Linked DNA regions of Sus scrofa: region 1 is linked to region 2. A link is a contact called in public Hi-C data. All regions are on one chromosome and are shown on one strand. Each heading gives the region's core, a stretch centred on a gene start, on an enhancer-like site or on the middle of the called end of the contact. The rest is flanking DNA. Distances are from core to core; before and after follow the strand shown. Region 1 has its middle 820 kb from the start of ACVR2A. Region 2 overlaps ACVR2A (activin A receptor type 2A).

Evidence for each region. A called contact is a pair of places that touch in the nucleus more often than the background predicts.
Region 1: a Hi-C map of omental adipose tissue shows a contact between it and region 2, with 2.1 times the contacts expected there. The contact joins two enhancer-like sites. A contact is called at or near these places in 2 of 47 Hi-C or Micro-C datasets (heart right ventricle and omental adipose tissue).

What each region holds. Positions count from the first base shown.
Region 1 is chr15:5,074,961-5,081,431 of Sscrofa11.1, forward strand. No RefSeq gene overlaps it. Among named protein-coding and RNA genes, the nearest start is that of ACVR2A, 820 kb to the left of the region's middle. Within about 2 kb of position 3,346, at least 2 of the 83 cell types and tissues checked have an H3K27ac peak or open chromatin away from gene starts, as enhancers often do. A contact at or near this core is called in omental adipose tissue, where this site is marked.
Region 2 is chr15:4,193,106-4,199,883 of Sscrofa11.1, forward strand. All of the region lies in intron 4 of ACVR2A (activin A receptor type 2A), which reads right to left. Among named protein-coding and RNA genes, the nearest start is that of ACVR2A, 63 kb to the right of the region's middle. Within about 2 kb of position 3,581, at least 4 of the 83 cell types and tissues checked have an H3K27ac peak or open chromatin away from gene starts, as enhancers often do. A contact at or near this core is called in omental adipose tissue, where this site is marked.

The sequences.
Region 1 (6,471 bases), core at 2,096-4,595, 880 kb after region 2:
TGGCTCAGTCCAAAAGCTGGGATTTACTGTGGATCCTGCTCTTTACTTCTGGCTGGAGCTCAATCTTCAGGGTGGAGCACTGTAATTTTCTCTGTGTGTCAGTCGAAAAGATTCCTGAACTGTGTACACTCCAGGACGTCAGTCAGGGCACTACCATCTCCAGATAAATATTTTGAAATAAAATGTCTTTCTCAGAATAGAGTAAAATATTTTTGAAACATCATCTGAATTAGGTCCCTTCATTAGTGTTTGGTGCATATGGGTTGTCTTTTAGGACCCTGTAGCAGATTCTTTTCACCAGCCCCTAATCTGATGGATCCCACCTTCCTTATCCTTCCTGCTCACTTGCTCACTGATCCTTGCGCACACACCCCCCTGAGTTACTGCAGTCGCAGGCAAGTTGGTGCTCCCTTTGTCATGTTCTTCATTCTAATGTACATCCTGGCACCAAATAATATTCTACCTGCCAGTTCTTCCTTTTGATGACCTTATACCGCTTATGGATTCTGCAAAGATACTATTTACATTTGAGTCCTTCCCAGGGCTCCAAAACATAGTTAAGTACATAGTATTGGAGTCAAATCTTCACCTCGATTCCAATTCTGGGTGAATCATTTAACTCCTCGGAGCAAGAGGAGCGTAATATGAGTATAGTGTATAGATACAATGGGGATGGCGATTCGTACATCACAAAGTTATTAAGTACTGATAACAATAGCTATGTAGAAAGTGTCTCCATGTGAGAGCAGTGTGCTAAGGCTTTACATATATTGTTTCTATTTCTTAGATCTATACTGCATGGTGTACTGTATTCTCATCCTGTGATGAAGAAATTGAGGCTCAGTGTGGTTAAGTAGTTTGCCTTAGGGGACCATACTAAGCAAGCGGCAGAGCAGGAATTCAGTTCCAAGGTTTGGCTCACTCTTAAACTCTAGCTTCTTTCACTACTGTACCACCTCTGATGCAAAGGTTTTTCTCCAACGAAACAAAGAGACACATTTCTCTGTGGTATTTCCTGTTTTCCTATTTCAAACATCTTTTTAGTTGCTGAAGAGTTGCCAGGATCAAAGGCATAATTTATGCATTGAACTGCTGCCGGCTGGAGAAAAATGCATTTTATAATGTTTAATCCTTTAACTCATTCCTGATGGGAATTTAAGCACTTCAAGTGAGGTGGCAATAGATATATTTTAGTGAGAAGGAATATGCATTGGGCACTTGTGAGACCTAAGGACACATGGGCCAGAAATGGTATAAAGTCCTAAGGATTTTAGCCTTCTGGTCTGTAATGTATAGGTGCTGTAGAAAATGGTAAGGGGAAGAATTTAATTATTTGAGATCCCAGGAAAGGAAATCTCCCCACTGTGCTAGAAACCTCCTCAGGATTGTGTTTCCTGAGTGTATTCTTCTTCTTTTTTAGGGCTGCACCTGCAGCAAATGGAAGTTCCCGGCTAGGGGCTGAATTGGAGCTGCTGCTGCCAGCTTATACCACAGCCACAGCAATGTGGGATCTGAGCCGTGTCTGGGACCTACACTACAGTTCATGGCAATGACAGATCCTTAATCTACTGAGCGAGGCCAGGGATCAAACCCACATCCTCATGGATACTGGTTGGATTCATTTCTGCTGTGCCACATTAGGAATTCCTCCTGATTATACTCTTTAAAATCAGTCCCTTAAGTACTCCCTATCTCAACCTCTGTCTTTGTTTCTTGATAACATTTTTTATACTTTTAATTATTGTGTTTTTCAGTTGTCTTTATCTTTTTAATCTCCTTCTCTGGAATGTAGGTTCCCTAAAGACCAGATCATGTCACATAGCAATTGTCACATAGTAAGTGCTCAATAAATAAATGTTCTACAATGGAAAAGAACCTGAAAAAGAATCATTTTTCTGTACACTTCATTGTAAATCAGCTATACTTTAATAAAAAAAAAAAGTGTGTGATGCTGCAGGGCTTCTGTTAGCAGGTCCCCAGACATCCACCCAGTGGTCCCCACCCACAGGCCATTGCTTCAGTCCTGCAGGGCACACCTTAACCCAGTGTGTGCTCAGAGACCCCCTCTTCATAGGGAATGTGGTCACCCCCTCACCTTCAAGCCACATCAGCAATCAGGCCACATCAGCAATGTCATCATTTGTGGAACCTGATGCAAAACCATTTATAGAGGACCTGCCTGGGGACACAGGATGCTGAATGCTGCTATGACTAGAGTAGGAGAGTGGCTGCAATGAGCCTTGATGTCTAGGGCAAGATCTGGGTAGAGCAGCAAAATAATAATAATAATGATAATATAATAATAAGTAACTGGTGAATGAATATGACCAGGTGAATGAAAAGGCCAAAGATGATCCCTTCCCTCATTGAGAAGATCTGCATCAGGTACTGACAGCCTAAAATCCAAGCACCTAAATGGGGATCATCAGGCAAGATAATATAATGCATGACAATTTGCTTTTATCAACATGCCCTTTGTATGCTTCTCATTATAGAAAGGGGCTTGGAAAGAGGATGTGCTGGCCTCTGACCTACAGGGGCAAGCAGGGAGGAAAATAGAATCAGGTGGGGCTGAAGAAATGAGGCTGTGTAAGTTGTTGACTCTGGCACAGGTGGCCAGTTAACCCAAGGCTAGTAGTTCAAATATTGTGGACAGTTGAGCAGATTTTTTTTTTTCCAGCTAGGTTCAGTGTCATAGGCTTAAGGGAGGTGTAGGCTGTGTACTACCCAAAGTTAAGTGGTGTCACACTGGGGACTTGGCCTAGAGGTGGCTCCTCTGGCAAGGAGCCAGGCCTCAGAGTGTTGCAACATTGGAGGGAGGAGACTGGTAAGAATTAGGCAATGTCAGTTTGCCTGTGAGTCCCTGTGGGTCATCAGCACCCAGAGGCGGCCTACCATACCGCATTCTTGACCCTGTAACCTCTAAATCATGTTATAGAATCTGGATGACTAGGAAAACCTCCACAACAAATAATTGAGGGATAAAAAGGGTTAAACAACCCTATGTACTATATGAGGCAAAATCTGTCTGTCTATTTTTATCTACACCTATGTATGCAGAGGAAAAGAACAGATTGGGAAGAAATACATGAAGATGTTATTAGTGATTATGTCCAGGTGGTAGAATCTCAGGTGATGTATAGTTTCATCTCTATGTTTTCCAAGTCTTTTCTAGTTAACATGAATTAGTTGCAAAAAAGAAAAAAATAAATACTAAAAAAAAAAATTCCTCCAGGCAGAATAAATCTAAGTAAATTAGACTGTGCAAGTAACTCTTCTCATGTTTCTTTTTCTTGTCCAGTGGTATGGATTTCCTGGATCTTCTTTGAAGTATAGACTGTGGTGCCTCCCCTAGCTGGGAAGTACCACCCCCCTCGCTCAAGACTCTATCTTTTTATTCACAGGTCAAACCTCTTGCTTCTCAGATATGTATGTGATAATGAAGGTGTTCCTCTCCTGTTTTTCTCTTTACCCAGCATTTGGTGGTTTTGGGCATGAGAGGCCTGAGCTTCAGCTTTAAAGACAGAGAATTTGGCAAGAAAACTGAGGCAGGTATCACACTTTGGCAGTGCCTCCCATCTCTGATACACCAGGTGTAGGAGACCTTAGAGTAGAAACACTTTAACAGCTTCCCTGCCAAGCTCCATAGGCTCCTATATGTGTGATAGAGTAGATGCTGGAATTTGGTGAGCATTTGAGAAGTCAAATGCGGAATGTGTCTGTTGCAAAAAATCACAATGGCTGATTTTGAACCAAAGATAAGCCTAGACCTGCAGATTTTCATGAAGCTGGAAAAAGCAAAAGAGTAATCTATTCCTCCAGGGTTTAATCCCCTCCCTGTAAACCCCTGGTTGCCCTTCACTGTTATTTTCCAAATTATACCTACTCTTTCTCCTTCACAAGAGAGCCTGTTTGTCACATTTTCTCTTAATTAAAATGTACAAATCCTATATTTTATTCTCTCAAGTCCCCTGCCAGGTAACTGATTTAACTGATTAGTTGAATCCAAGTTGAGGTGTCGATAGCTGATAAGCACTAGTTGTGTTAGATGTGTTAATGTGTATGCTGATAACATTGGCATTTCTTCAGTGACCTTCAGAATCTTAGATCTGCTGGGCATTTAAGACACCGTGAGGTGTTATAGGATTAAAAAAATGTGAAGACAAGTGGGACTTTCATAACCCTAAGTGGTATAGACTGCTATTTAACTGAGCTCAACATTTGGCCAATTTTATTTTCAGAGCAAATTCTCTAGAATCAACAATGTTTGCCTCTGATATCTGACTAGGGACAGTACCCAATATTTGAAACTGAAAATTAAAAATATGTATATAACTAGTTATTTGAGAGGCGTTTTGATGTTGAATTTAAAAGAAAGTCTGATATTTTTTGGCTATGATTCCATTAAGATGAGTGTTATGTATTCTCTCCGTCAAAAGACTAGTGTAAAGGGAAACATAAATGGTGGCTCTTACATGGTATATTTAATAATGTATCCTTTTAAAGCTAGTTGAGGATAGAGAATTTAAGTTGGCTGGGTTAAAAAAAAAACAAAACAAAACTAAACTAAACTATAAAATTCAGTGACAAAACCTCTGATCATGCCTAAAAGGTCAATCGAAGTGGGCTGATTATAGTTTATAATCAAGTGGTTCTTAACCTATGCTGTGCTGCTTTTAACTTCCTTGGTATGGCCTTATTTTGTGAAATTCACATTTAGATTTCTAATTAGGGGTGTATGTGTGTATTGGAAGGAAAGACAGTGGCTTTTAAAATTCCAATAATTTATGCATTCTTTCCTCTTTTTTCCCATGCTTTGACTTTAGTTGAACTGATTGCTTATATCTTTTTATTTTAATGCCTATATCAACTTCTGCTTTTTTATCCTTTTATGGTACATGACAAGTTTGAGTCTAATTTTTATTTGGCTATCTCATTGTAATTCAGTGTATGTGTGTATGCATGTGTGTATTAGTTTGAAATTTAAAAAAATCTGAAAAAAAACTGACTGAGATCAGCTTTAAGGCTTGTAAAATCACTTCATTTATGTTCTTATTCAGAATTTAGGAATAATAGTACCTGTTTTTTTTGGGGGGGGGTTGTATCTCAAAGTGTAGTTTTAAAGTTCAAAATGAGATAATGAAAGTATTTTTAGAAGTACAAAATCCTGGGAGTTCCCACTATGGCTCAGAGAGTTATGAACCTGACATAGTGTCTATGAGGATGAGGGTTTGATCTCTGGCCTCGCTTGGTGTTCCTGCAAGTGCTGTGTAGGTAACAGATGCAGCTCAGATCCAGTGTTGCTATGGCTATGGTGTAGGTCTCAGCTGCAGCTCCGATTCTACTCCTGGCCTAGGAACTTCCGTATGGCTCAGGTGTGGCCATAAAAAGAAAATATGTACGCATAAAATCCTGTTTAAATATAAGAAAGATGTTACTTATATTACTTTGATTTTCAATAGTTCTACTTTTTAAATTGTACACTAAAGATAAGGAATCTACATGTTTTAATTTGATACACAGATGTACAAATATTTTTCCTTAAATATTTTTTTCCTTTAATGTAAGATTTTCATTTTGACTCTCAGTGAATAATTATTTCAAATTTAGAAATCTAATTAGCATTCACATACTTTGTCTTTATAAAATTATGGTGAAGAATTTTAAGTTATAGCTCATTAAAATGAGATAATACAAGCTGATTATGATTGTAACTATTTTTCTGTTTTCCCAAGTGGCTAGAAGACAACAGAACTTTCACTTTGGGGAGCTAAATAAGTAAAACAAATTGTTCTGCCACTAGACAAAAGTCTTTACTAAAATATAACCATTCTGCAAAATACTGGGAACATACTCAGCATGAATTTTCAGAATTTTTTTCTTTTCCTTTTGATGCTGTGCTTCATTGAGCAGGTCAGGTTAGCAACCAGTCTTTTTAAGTAAGACATCCTGTGCTAGATAATCCCTGTACAGTTTTTGAGGTTATTTAAAATGAATGAATAAACAAAGAATGTATAATCTATGAGATTCTAGAAAAAAAAGTTCAGCAATTTTATCTTACAAATATTAGAAGAATTCATATTGGTAAATACTGTATTAATATAAAAATGCATTCACATTTTTCAAGAGAGTTCAAATATTAAATTAATTTTTTGGCTAGTGTTTGCCCCTGTAATAAATCTGTCATTTTTCCTTGGAAATGTACAGATACAAGGAATTTCTACAGTCTGCATATGCGACCTCATTTGGACAGATATTTTTAAATGTTTGCCAGAAAATAAACAGGAGGCAAATCTAAAAGGAATTCGGAAAAGTAAAAAAGATACTCCCCTTCCAAGAATCTCAGTTAGCACTGCTCTCCCTGCCCCTACTTAGTACTCACAGAGGTTTTTGTTTAAAGATTAAGGTGATATCTATAAATTAAGTCGATTTCAGCACCTCTGGATACCTCTAAACAAAATCACCTAGATT
Region 2 (6,778 bases), core at 2,331-4,830:
TCTGAAGGTCTGCATGAGTATTGTAAGGGGGAATTAAAATTTCTGTGGCAGTAGCAACAGACTTTATGATAGTGGGTGGCACCTAAGACACTTGGAAATTGTAAATCACCCCTTCATCAGTGCATGTCCTCTCTGTCTTTACTCTCCCCTCCTTAAAAAAAAAAAATAAAAACAAAAACAAACAAACAAACAAAAAAACCTTCTCAGGTCTTAGTGCTCCCTTTAGGCATTATTCAGCCATAGGTGCTGCTCAAGATTCTTAAAAGTTAACATCTACATTAGAAAGACCCTCAGAAAGAGACACATTGCAAAGTATTAAAAAGTACCTTCTTCTTCTAAACTAGACAATCTTTATAAAATGGTTTGAGAATTCCTATTTTAAACCAGTATGATAAACCAGAAGACTTCCTGTGATTCATTTTAACATCAGATATTTATTTTTTGAATGCCTACAAAAGTTGCTTTCCCTTCACATTCAAAACATGAAAAGTTAGTAGAGCTGAAGATTGTTTTAATTTAGTAGAGTGACAGGTCAAGGAAGTCAGATACAAATCTTACAGAAGTATGGTGCTTCAAGTTATGATTCTCAGTGGGAGGGGACATAAGACTTTCTCTGGAGAACTTTTAACAAAACTAAACAGTCCCTCCCTTATCCCTTCACTGACCATGTATACCTGTAATAAGAGATGCCACTGATAGCAGTATATGACTTATGTGAATGTGGAGACAGGAGGGAAGAAAGTTGAAACCCACTCTTCTAGAGGCAAATGAAACCACTCAGTGCTCAAAGTCCAAGAATTATTAGATACATGCATAAAAGAATAATTATGCTAAATAAACAGAAAAAATTCAGTTTGAAAAACTTTATAAAGTCAACAATTTCCCCTCTTTTAGAAGAAATAAGTTAGAAAAGTCCTATTTTCAAAGCAGGGATGCTAAAAACTAAAGTATGAAGACAAAGGTTAAAAGCTAAAGAGGAAAAATAACCAAAAATAATATGTCATTATACTTAAACACTAAGATTTTTAAATAACTTTTATAAATTGACTGATAACGTCTCCCTAGATAACATACACATTACCCATTCTCTATTCCAAAGAGGACTAACCACATGAATATGATTCAGTCTATAAAATAGGGGTTAGATAACTCAATCCACACCCCAAATTAAGAATGTGTCAGAGATTCAAAATATGACTTTAATAAAATATTAACCTTAGTTTTAGGAAACAATAATTTCCAATGCCTATGCTTAGAAAAAAAAAAATCACTGTATGTTTTTCGAATGTATATATAAACTTCAGAGTTCCCATAAGTTTTCAAGACTCTGCTTAGAAAGTTTCTAAGCTACCATTATTTCAGTAAGAAATCTTAGATCATTCTCCTAATGATATTACCATTACAGTCAGGATTATATCATAACAGCCTGATAATATGCTTTGTCAAAATTACCTATAAGTAAAAAGCTTAAATTAAGGAGAACAATGGCCAACTTTCAAAGAGTGAGAAAAAGGTCTACAAAGACACATTCCTTTGAAGTGTCAAAACTTTTAGAAACGATATGTATTTTTAAATAATACTCTATAATTCTTAAAAGGTTAGGTTCAAAAGAACTCTATATCATTATAGCTTTCAATATACTTTTTTGATTTTTTAATAAAAAATTATTAGAATATTCTCCTACTTCATACTTTTCAGCCCTTCACTTCATTTATAGGAAGCTTTAACAGCCTTTCTCATATCTAGCTTTTACTTATCCAATAATCCAAGAATATTAGAAATGATTTCCAGTTTATTAGCACCATTTTACTAATGTATTTACTAAAAACTCAATTTTTGTTTCTAGGAATGAAGATTTATACCTTTAAAATACATGAACACCTGGGGAGACAAATTTGACTTAAACCTCATAATGACAACATTCTGATGTTACCCATAAAACATGGCTCTGTCCTGCTACAAAGAAAAACCACTTTTAGAGGGGCAACTATAAGGACTATAAAATTCCTGAAAACATTTACTAAGTTCCAGTTTTCTTGCAGTGTCCATGCTATTTTGCACAGTTAAAAAGATATGCACTAGAACATGGCTTTGATTACATCTCTTCTTGTTTATATATGAAAATTACAGCATCAGAAGACATCATGTTGAGAAGCAACAAAGGACAATAGCTGGAAAAAGTGTCCCCCACTCCAACACCACTACTCAGGATCATTACTATAACCAATAGTGGAATAAACGACTAGAAATGAAGAGATGTAAAGCAGTCTGCGATCATTTTACTTATCCTGACTTCTCCAAATGAAAAGTGAGTTCTAAATCTAAATAAAGCCTTAAATTTGCAGACAGCAAAAGATCAAGTTACCACTTCTCTAGCTAGTCCACTTGTTCAAGATGCTAAAGATGAAAAAAACTACCTGAAAATATAGATTTCGCATTGAAAGATAATGTGTTCGACCTGAAAGTCAGCCCCTGTTAAAAATGAGTACATGCTGGCATTTAAGCTAATGACATACTATAAAAATAACCAATATAAGGTTTTCAAAGCTAAAAATATATCCATTATGTGTTAACATCTAACCAGCTAAAACAGTTGTTTCTACATTTCACCTTAGATAAGTATAAACACTGTTAACAATACTTTAGGACCAAAAACTATTACTGTGGCAAATCAATCAAGTTTTTAATACTAAAAGCGGCGGGAAAAACTATAACATAAATTTATAAACTATAAAGGATGCACAATAAAGCAACAACAACAAAAATCTAAGAAAAAAATGTTTTGTATGCATCCACAAAAAGTTCCACAACCATAAAATAAATATCAATGAATCTTACCTCTATCATTATATGAAAGGCGTGCTTGTGAAGAAAAAACACAGGCAAAAGAAATTACGATTTATATCCGGAATGAAATGAAAAATGACACAAATTACAAAAGTGAAGGAAAGAGAATAATGATTTAGCTTTTTAAAAGTTGTCAATGATTGAATGTATCATATTTTTCAAATGAGAATTAAGAACACTTTCCTTATAAACAGAGGAAAGTAATATATTTAAAAAAATCTTGGATATTATCTATCAGATAAGAAGTATTGTTATATTGATGTCTATAGTATGACCCCAAGTTACCTGATCCAATGGATTTCAAGCCAGGGAATAAACTAAAACAAATCTTTAAATAACTGTTACTTAATTTTCTAAGGAATTCTGGGGTCTAAACTATAAGAGTAAAAAAAAGCAGTTTGAAAATCTACGCATTGAAATTGGATTCTGGACACCAGAGGGCAGTATTGTCTTTAACAAAAACTGTAGAAGCAGCACAAGAAATTTTTACACAGAAAGTTTTCTCAGATCACTGACAGTTGATGTAATAATCTAGAATCTCCAACTTCCTGAAAGGTTTTACTCTCATGAAAGACAGGAGACTGCTTACAGTGAGACAGAAAAATGTTTCTGGTGCCTCTGTGAGTGTGTGAAATACAAATAATACACTAGGACACGGGAAGAATAAGATCAGAATTGAATAGAAAACAGTGACATATCAGACCTGCTTCCCCAGCCACAACCAGAGTGAAGAACTCAAGCAAGTATCTATACATAATTTTCAAGCTCAGGACCCCTATACTGATAAAGAACTAGATTTTCATTCCCCCAGTCATCCCCAAAGAGGCAAAAGCACTAATTTAAACCAGTAAAAGCTTCGAATACCTCCAAGCACTTATTTCTCAGTTTTCAGTATTTCTACAGAGAACAATAGCAATGATGAAAAAGATTTGACCACTCATTTTTATGTACCAGTTGCTTAGTTTGTTTGTTTGTTTGTTTGGGTTTTTTTTTTTTTTTTTTTTTTGCCTCTTGATCTTCTCCCGTAAAGATTCAGGACTATTTCTAATTCATCTAAAAGGTTTAGCTAATCCTAGTATCAAAACATCTTATCAGTACTCCAAAGTAAAATTCCTCTCTTGAAAGAAATACATGCCAAGTGAGTAACTAGACTATAGCTTCCCAAAGCTTAAACATCTCTCAGATTTTCTTTTCATACTGGTGCTTTCAGAGATCAAGATGCCACTGTAATAACACTGTGCAAGTAGCTGCTGTTTCATGCATCTTACTAAAAAGTGTATTTTGCTCAATATACTTTTCAGTAAACGAATATTAGAATAAGCTATAGAATGATTCAAGCCACAGACATCAACAACAGGTCCCAATGCATAAACTTAAGTTACAAAACATGAGTCAAAACATAATCCAAAAAAAATTAATTCACCAAATACACAAACAGATAAAAAGTAACCAAAATAGTCTTAGATTCACAACTTCGAAAATAAAACTTGAATATCATGCACTGTGACTGGAGATAAGAGTAAAAACCAAATCAGCACACTAATGTCAAGTAATTAGATTGCTCGATGAGAAAGACACTTGCTGCTTATTCCTTAAGGGGAAAAAAAAAATAACTATTGACAAACATCAGAAAGGAATGAATACTCATATTCATTCAACAAATCTTTACTGAGCACCTAGTTTGTACCAGACACTGACTACCTAGACTCTCATGATGTTTACTATATTGTGGGGAAGAAAGACTAATCAAATGAATGCATAATTATAAAATGAGAGCAAAGAAAAGGAATTTAGTTACCATGAGCACCTGTAAGGAAAAACCTAACTTATACTGGACAGGTAAATAAGAGGTTTTCCTAAGGAGAGAATCCTTGAGAAATGGAATAAGGCAGCATAGGTATGAAAAACAGTACTGGGATATACACCCCAGATTTCTGACTTGTACAACCAAATGGTTACTGGTTCCATTTACTGAGAATCAGGTTTGAGAGAGATCATCATTACCCTTGTATGTTAGCGCTCAGAGACATCTAATAGGAGATATTTAGTAAGCAGTTAGATATACAGAACTAGAATACAAAGAAATTTTTCTAGAAATAAGGAGTCTATATGCTATAAATATATATATGATATTTACTATAAATTTTCTCTATTTAAACCATTTCAAGACATTTATATACAAATTTTTAATACCTTATTCAACTTCTTAGGATGATCAAGAAGAAATAAGCACCCCCTTCCCCACCCAAAGTATTTGAAAACTGACAAATTCTAAATGTCTCCCCTTAATCATCCAATTATTATACTTTCTAAGAAATTTTACAGTTGCTAATTTTTTTTTCTTTTCCTTTTTTTTCCTTTTTAGGGACACACCTGTGGCATATGGAAGTTCCTAGGCTAGGGTTCAAATATGAGTTACAGCTGCAGGCCTACACCACAGCCACAGCCACAGCAGATCAGAGCCACATCTCTGAACTACACCACAGCTTGTGGCAACACCGGATCCTTAACCCACTGAGCAAGGCCAGGGATCGAACCTGCATCCTCATGGACATGATGTCAGGTTCTTAACTCACTGAGCCTCAAGGGAAACTCGCTACAATTGCTAATTTTTAAAAAGACAATTACCAAGCAGAAAGAAATAAAATGTGCAAAGAAAGAATATGTGTTATCAGGACAAATGTTTCTGAGCTAGGGACAGCAAGAGAGTATACATTAACAGGTTCAATAACGTTGATACTGACTGTCAAATGCACAGCCATGATTCTATCCAATTAGATCTTCAAAATTCCTGTGTGATATATCAACTCCTACTACCCAGAGTTTCCCTCATCTAACTCCTCATGGAAGGAAAGCAAAGACAGACCAAGGTAAATAAGTTCCCTAAGTGATTAGCTTCTCAGGATAGTCAGCACTAGGGCTACAAGTCTGAAAGAGATAATAGGAATGCCCATTCTTTTGGCTGCTGCTCAGAGGCATCAGGTCTATTACTGGGTATAGAAGAAATTTCATTTTTATTTAGCATTTGTATTCTTCAAGTAGAACTGAAAAAAAGAAAAAGATGATGCTATAATTAATAAATTGTGATGTGGTGAAATGGTTATGTTCATCTGCAAGGCTATATACACAGTCACTACAAAAGCTACTTTAAATGAAATATATGTACTCAGATCCCTCCCTTTATCTTACTTTAGTTTTTTATGGACCTGACCTAATTATTTATTGAAATAACCCATTCAATTAAGATTACTTCAATGGACAACAATCCTTGGACATAAATGCTCAGGCTTTACCATTCAGCACACTGACTCTAGGCTAAGTCACAGTACGTATTTGTGTCTTGATTTTTTTGTCTATAAAATGGACTTAATAAAACAGAACCCATATCATTGGGTATTAATAGAAAGATTACATGAGTTAATATGTGTAAAGTGCTATGCATAGTGCTGCACAGAATATTCAAAAATGAAATTTTTTACTATACAAAATTAATTTCAAATAAAATGATTTCAATAAATCAATTTTGATAATGAAATCAATGGCTTCAAAAAATTATTCCTCTGGAGTACAATTTCGAGCTTGTTGGCAATTAACAGCTAATACTTACTGAGCACGTAACATTCGCCAAGCACCCCAGATATGGCTCTTCTCCCAACCACTACAGACCTGGAATCAAACATTTCTCCTCCTTTTCTCCATCTTTGCCTAAAATTGTTGAAGCAACTCGCTTTACCCTTTCTTTCCAAGCTGCAAAAGTCAAACAACTAATCAACCAACCTATTTTTAATACATCTACATGTTAACTGTGGGCTCCAAAAGGGCCAGCAAGGACTGTCCCTGAACCTTAACATTATACATCAACATTATACACCCAGCATGGTGCCTGGCATACAATAGGCATTTAAGCAGTAGGTGAAAAGTTATGCAAAAA